Regions from separate parts of the Mus musculus genome. Here region 1 is linked to region 2. Evidence: chromatin contacts called from public Hi-C data. All regions are on one chromosome and are shown on one strand. The core of a region is the stretch at or near the end of the contact, and the rest is flanking DNA. Distances in the headings are between cores, read along the strand shown.

Evidence for each region. A called contact is a pair of places that touch in the nucleus more often than the background predicts.
Region 1: a Hi-C map of the G1E-ER4 cell line shows a contact between it and region 2, with 1.9 times the contacts expected there. The contact joins the enhancer-like site here to the promoter of Lrrc8c in region 2. A contact is called at or near these places in 2 of 39 promoter capture datasets (the C10 cell line and the HPC-7 cell line), 3 of 15 datasets of contacts at CTCF or cohesin (CD8 T cells, the G1E-ER4 cell line and the NIH/3T3 cell line), 25 of 484 Hi-C or Micro-C datasets (CD4 T cells, CD8 T cells, the G1E-ER4 cell line and 15 more), 11 of 115 datasets of contacts at active chromatin or transcription factors (the 230-238 cell line, CD8 T cells, the HPC-7 cell line and 7 more) and 3 of 9 other capture datasets (adipose tissue, liver and pancreatic islet).

The regions. Positions count from the first base shown.
Region 1 is chr5:105,564,687-105,567,386 of GRCm38.p6, forward strand. All of the region lies in intron 2 of Lrrc8c (leucine rich repeat containing 8 family, member C), which reads left to right. Among named protein-coding and RNA genes, the nearest start is that of Lrrc8c, 47 kb to the left of the region's middle. Within about 2 kb of position 1,280, at least 29 of the 459 cell types and tissues checked have an H3K27ac peak or open chromatin away from gene starts, as enhancers often do. A contact at or near this core is called in the G1E-ER4 cell line, erythroblasts and fetal liver, where this site is marked.
Region 2 is chr5:105,518,127-105,520,826 of GRCm38.p6, forward strand. It overlaps Lrrc8c (leucine rich repeat containing 8 family, member C), which reads left to right and starts at 1,345. Exons shown (of 4, transcript NM_133897.2): 1 at 1,345-1,504.

The DNA.
Region 1 (2,700 bases), core at 30-2,529, 46 kb after region 2:
TTTGATTGCATTTACCTTCACTGTGTGGAAAGAAAACTTGGGAGCAGGAACTCTTGTGGTGTTAAATTCAGAAGGGATGTTCCACCTTAACCTGACCATTATTTATCCTGTACCACAAAGTTTTATGTATATGTGTATGTGTGTATACATATATAGCTATATATGGCCAGATACTCAGCATTCTCCTTTTCTGTCCCATTCACACTTGAGTATCCTGGTGAGTTCCAGACTTGGTCTCCTGAGCTGTGCCTTTCTGCTAGAGGTTAGGGAACCTGGGCCCCTCCCTTCGCACATGGACTTGACTGAGCATGTCCAACAGGAGAAAACTCATCAAGAGCTGGCGTGAGATAAAAGCAGGCTCACTGCCCTGCACTCAGGAGGCAGCGATTCCCAGGAACCCTGGGCAGAGAAGAGAATTTTCAAATAGGAGATTCTTGTTACGATTCATATATTAAGGGTCTAGAGAGATGGCTCAGCAGTTAAGAGCACTAGCTGATCTTCTCAAAGACTCGGGTTCAATTCCCTACAGCTCTCTGTAACTCCGTTGCTTTCTTCCTGTCTCAGTGAGCACCAGGCATGCACATGGTGCACAGACATGCATGCCAATAAAACGCCCATGCACATAAAATAAATATTTTAAAATAATTGCTTAAAGGGATCTTACTGTGACTCTACTGCCCTGTCAATCTCCTGTTTCCCTCCCCCAGGCTCTTGTGCCCTGAGTAATGTTACTTTGTTTGGAAAGTTTACATTTTATTTGATTTTTTTGAGGCTCTTGCTTGGATGGACAAGGCCTTCCATTGGATTCCCTGCCAAATAAGTAAATGAAGGACTGAGGGAAAGGAAATCGCCTTACGTTCCCTGGCCCACCTGGGTTGACTGGTCCTCACCATTCTCCATGAACACTCGTGAGAAAGTGTCTGGCAAACAAGGTGACGTTACCCTTGGAAAGGCAATGACATCTGTCCCCATAGAATCGTTCCGTTTATCTCAGCCTCATTTCTTGTGCCCATTTAGCACTCGGGTTGAGGTATGTGAAATAGGAGGAGAGCCTAGCCTTCCTGGGCTTCTCTAACCTACCGAAGTTAAGAAACACGTAAGCTGGAAATTTGAGTTTTAATACTCTGGAGGACAGGGGCTCTGGGCTTCTCTAGTTTCCTCTGCCTTGGAAGATTGTGGCCTTCCAGATGGACTGCCTGGCCCAGCCTGGTTTGGCCTGGACTTTCTGGCCTGCCCTGTGTGGTCCTGTGTGACTGCTTAGAACTGATAATGAGCACGAGGCACCAGTCAGCCTTGAAGGAAAACTTGTGTCTGTTGAGGGAGATAAGTCTTCAGGATAAGCAGCCGTGTCTTACACATCTGAATTGTACACTTGGTTTTTATATGTTGAGGTGGATAAGGTACCCTAAACATCATCAAAACCACATAAGGAGTGTTTGAAACACAGCGCACTTACAGGGTGGGATTCCTATTGGTCAGGTCATGTGTGCACACTGACCTCCTGAATCGTGGTTCTAGTTTGAGTGACAGGATTTAAAAAAGGAGGGAGAAGGCCGGTGTTGGGAGTAGAATGTAGCTGGGTTTGTTGGGTGCTTGTATGCCATGAACACAGTCCTAGATTTGGCCCCCAGCACTGCATAAACAGGGGATGGTGAAGCATGCCAGTCGTCACAGCACGAGGGAGGTGAAGCAGGAAGGCCAAAAGCTCAAGGTTAACCCGTTGCTACTTAGTGGGTTCAAAGCTACAGAAGACCCTCTCTCAAACAAGTGGCATAGAGCCCGGTAGCCATGGTGCAGACAGCCTGTAGGTGAGTCAGACCCAAAGACCAGGAGAAGAATGCCAAACCCTTGTGCTGATCTGTGTTTTCAATGTTCAAATAGTCATGCAGAATCAACATGTGTCTGGGTAGCGCCACAGATGGGCAGATGGTCCCTCTGTGCAGGGCCAATGGAGGTCTGTATGAAGGAGACACACGAGAAGGCACACACTATTTTACACTCACGGGCTCTTCCCATGTGTCCCAAAGACTACATGTGTCAGAGGAGGCCATCAGTGTACACTCAAAGTATCAGCCATAAACAAGCTGCTTTTCTTCAGCAGCGTGAAGAGGATGAAGAAGGCCCATTTTCTTAATTGCACAAATGGTATGTCTTTCTTCCTTGGGAGGGCATGACCCCGGATAGAGTTTATTATGTAAAATGCATGACAACATATTCCAGAAAAATCCACCAAAGGAAGTTAGGATGATGCAATGCTATAGAAACAAACTTAATTAGAAGGGCATTAGCCCTCCACTTAGCCCCACTCTGCTAGGGTTTTCTGAATACAAGTGCACTTGAAATGTGCAGAGTGAGCTTGTGTGGCTGGTGCCATGGTGACGTCCCTAAAGCTATTTAACAAAATCCCCGGGCAATGGGAATTTCTCAAACCCCAGCAGGATGTAGAAATGTCGAAATCCAGATTCAGGGCCGGTTCTGTCCTGCCTTTATAAAGTTCAGACAGGCAGGGCACAGTGGCCCTTTCCTTGGCCCCGAGCAGAGATGTAAGAAAGCATTCCGTCAACATCAGTGACAGGCACTACACAGGCTTCCCTGCTCCTTGGCTTGTGTTTTATACCTGCTGCCTGACTCCTTTGCTCTTCTCAGGCACTCTCTTAATACAGATGGCTTTTTGATTAATCACTCTTTACAGTATGTGTC
Region 2 (2,700 bases), core at 95-2,594:
AGGAGGAATAGGCTCCTCCCCCACGGCCCCCATACCCTGCTTTTTATCATGGCTTGGAAAATGATTGTCTTCTATAAACTCACCATGCAGGAGCACACAAACTAGTTAATGGCTGCTGGCTGCCCGTTTTTGTCCTCTTCTGTCTCTCCCAGACTGCCAGGGCAGAGTAATTCTTTATCTGCGTCAAGTGCTCTGAGGACAGCCAGCTGGTTACTGACAAACTCTCTCTCTCTCTCTCTCTCTCTCTCTCTCTCTCTCTCTCTCTCTCTCTCTCTCGACTGCTACAGTGATCTTATCTGCACTTTTTCCCCCAATAGGCAATTTTTCTTTTTAGGGAGATGCCAGCTTTCAAGATGCTAGTTTGTGCTTTTAAACTATAATTGGGCAGAGAGATAGGCAGACAAACCCAAGGCTCAGATCAATGGCTGGGAGAGAATCCCTCCCCTACATCGTCTAAACAACAGGTGGTTCGGGGCACATTGTTAACTCTTTTGCACACACACACACACACACACACACACACACACACACACGATCCCCACCTCTGCCCACACAAAATCGTAGGCGGAGCTTTCATATGGAACGGCACCTGCTGCTCAAAGCCCAGAAGCCCATCTTGCAGGGTCCAGTAACGAGGGACTCCTGCCAGCTGGTCAATGGGATTGAGGTTGCCCAGGGTCTTAAGGCTTTGTAAACTACGGGCATCGGATTTTTTTCGTTCTTCCCTGTTCCCCTCATATATACCACCGCCCCCTCTCCACCCGCTTCCTGGACCTTTCATTCTCTGGGGAGGGGTTATCTCCAACCTGACCCTCTGGGAGTTCCCAGGAGGGCTATTTTTAGCAGCAGCCGCTCTGCTTCAACTTAGCCCAGGGAGGAGCTGCGGTGTAAGAGCGGATGGCGGGCTCACAGAAACCACCCGCTTTTTGGCATTGTTAGGGTTGCACACAGGAGGCAGAGGACCGATCTTCCCTGCTGTGCCAACCAGGTAGGCAGCTCTGAGCAGCGGAATCATCCAGCCGCGGAGAGGCTTGATTTCCCGGTGGGGAACCCGGGGCCCGCCCAGCGCGGGCCCGCCTGCCCTGGACGCCTGGTGGTCTCGGCAGAGGAGGAAGTTCCCGGGCATCGCTGCCTGCGTCACAGCGGGGCTGGCACCGCGGCGGCGGCTCGGCAGCCGACGGCGACCCCGGGGCTGGGCGCTGGGCGGCGCTGGCTGCCGCGGGCCAGGCGGCGCGCGGGGCGGCGCTGGAGGCGGCTCCGCTTGCAGGCGGGGAGGCACCGGGGAGGAGGAACAGGGCTGCGGAGCTGGGGCGTTAGCTGCGTCCCGGCTCAGAGCCCGCGAAGAAGACGAGGACCGAGGCGCCGCCGCGGCCGTGGCCGCAGCACTCTGAGCGCGACAAGCCATGAGCAGCGACGCCGCGGTCGCTTGCCGCCGCTGAGCCCAACCCGGACACAGCTCGCCGCGCCCTGGCATCCTTTTCTGCGGATACCCTCGCCCCCAGAGGTAAGTGCCGGGGACCCGCGGAGGGATGGAGAGGGACGGCCAGCACCCTGCCACTAGCCTCGGTTCTCTGGGCGCGCCCCAGCCTGGACCCGTCCACCCTCCCTCGTTCGTGACCCTGCTTCCCCAGGGCTCTGGGACAGGCACATTGTGGTCGCCTACTCAGCGTGCGGTTCGGGGATCCCGCTAACCCCAACCCCACCCAACCCACGCGGGCCCTGGCGTCCGCGCCAGGGACCCCCAGCCGGGAGCCCAGTACAGCCTGGCCGCTAGGTTCTGGGGACTGGGGGAGGGGCGTACTAGGAGAAAACGCGGTTGCTGCAGGGATGGCCATTCTCCTTCCCTACCTTCAAAACCCCCGGAGATGCTGGGGCCTGTTTTTTCTGCTCTTCTCCCCAACCCCCTCTCCTCCCTGGAAGATGCCTGAAGTTACACTTTTTGAGGAAGGAGGGGGAAATCGAAGGTCTACACAGAGATCCAGTGAGCACTAGTCCGCTCACCTGCAAGTCCAGAGGGGCCGGAGGGGGCTGCTCTGCATCCTAAGACCCTGGAGGCCAGGTGTCTAGGCCAGCAACTGCGGCCAGGATTTCTGCCTTCATCCCAAACTGACCCTAGCAGGCTAGCAGGCTCTCTCTCTCTCTCTCTCTCTCTCTCTCTCTCTCTCTCTCTCTCTCTCTCTTCTCCAGCGTAGAGGTGTTTGGGATGGAGTTAGCCCCTTGGGAGCCTCAGGGTGTGCTCTATAGACGCCAAAGCCTTTCTTTTTTTCCAGCAGCTAATGTTTCCCTCCCCCAACACTTGGCTGTGTACATCAGATTTCAGTTATTTTAAAATCCTTCAAGTTACCTTTCTTTGCAACGGCTCAGCCCACATCTAGTCCCCATGCTTAATGCGGATGTTTTATTAGAGGTTGAGGGCAGAGCTTTACTGAGTTTCCAACTCCTTAAGTATTTTTAAACTCGCAACAAATTAGTTAGGAAACATTTTTGGGCTCCCATCCTCCTTAAAGTGAAAAATAAGACTAATTGATCTTTGTGGGAGTGTCCAGGTTTGGCTCATAGAGCCTTATTACCCTTTAGAGGTGCTGTTTCACATCTACAGACTGCAGTAGCATATGAAGTGTGGCCTTAGCTAACGGTCACATTTCTGCCGAGTATGCAGTGCTTTGCTGAAGCTTGGACAAGGATGTAGAGTGGACTGAC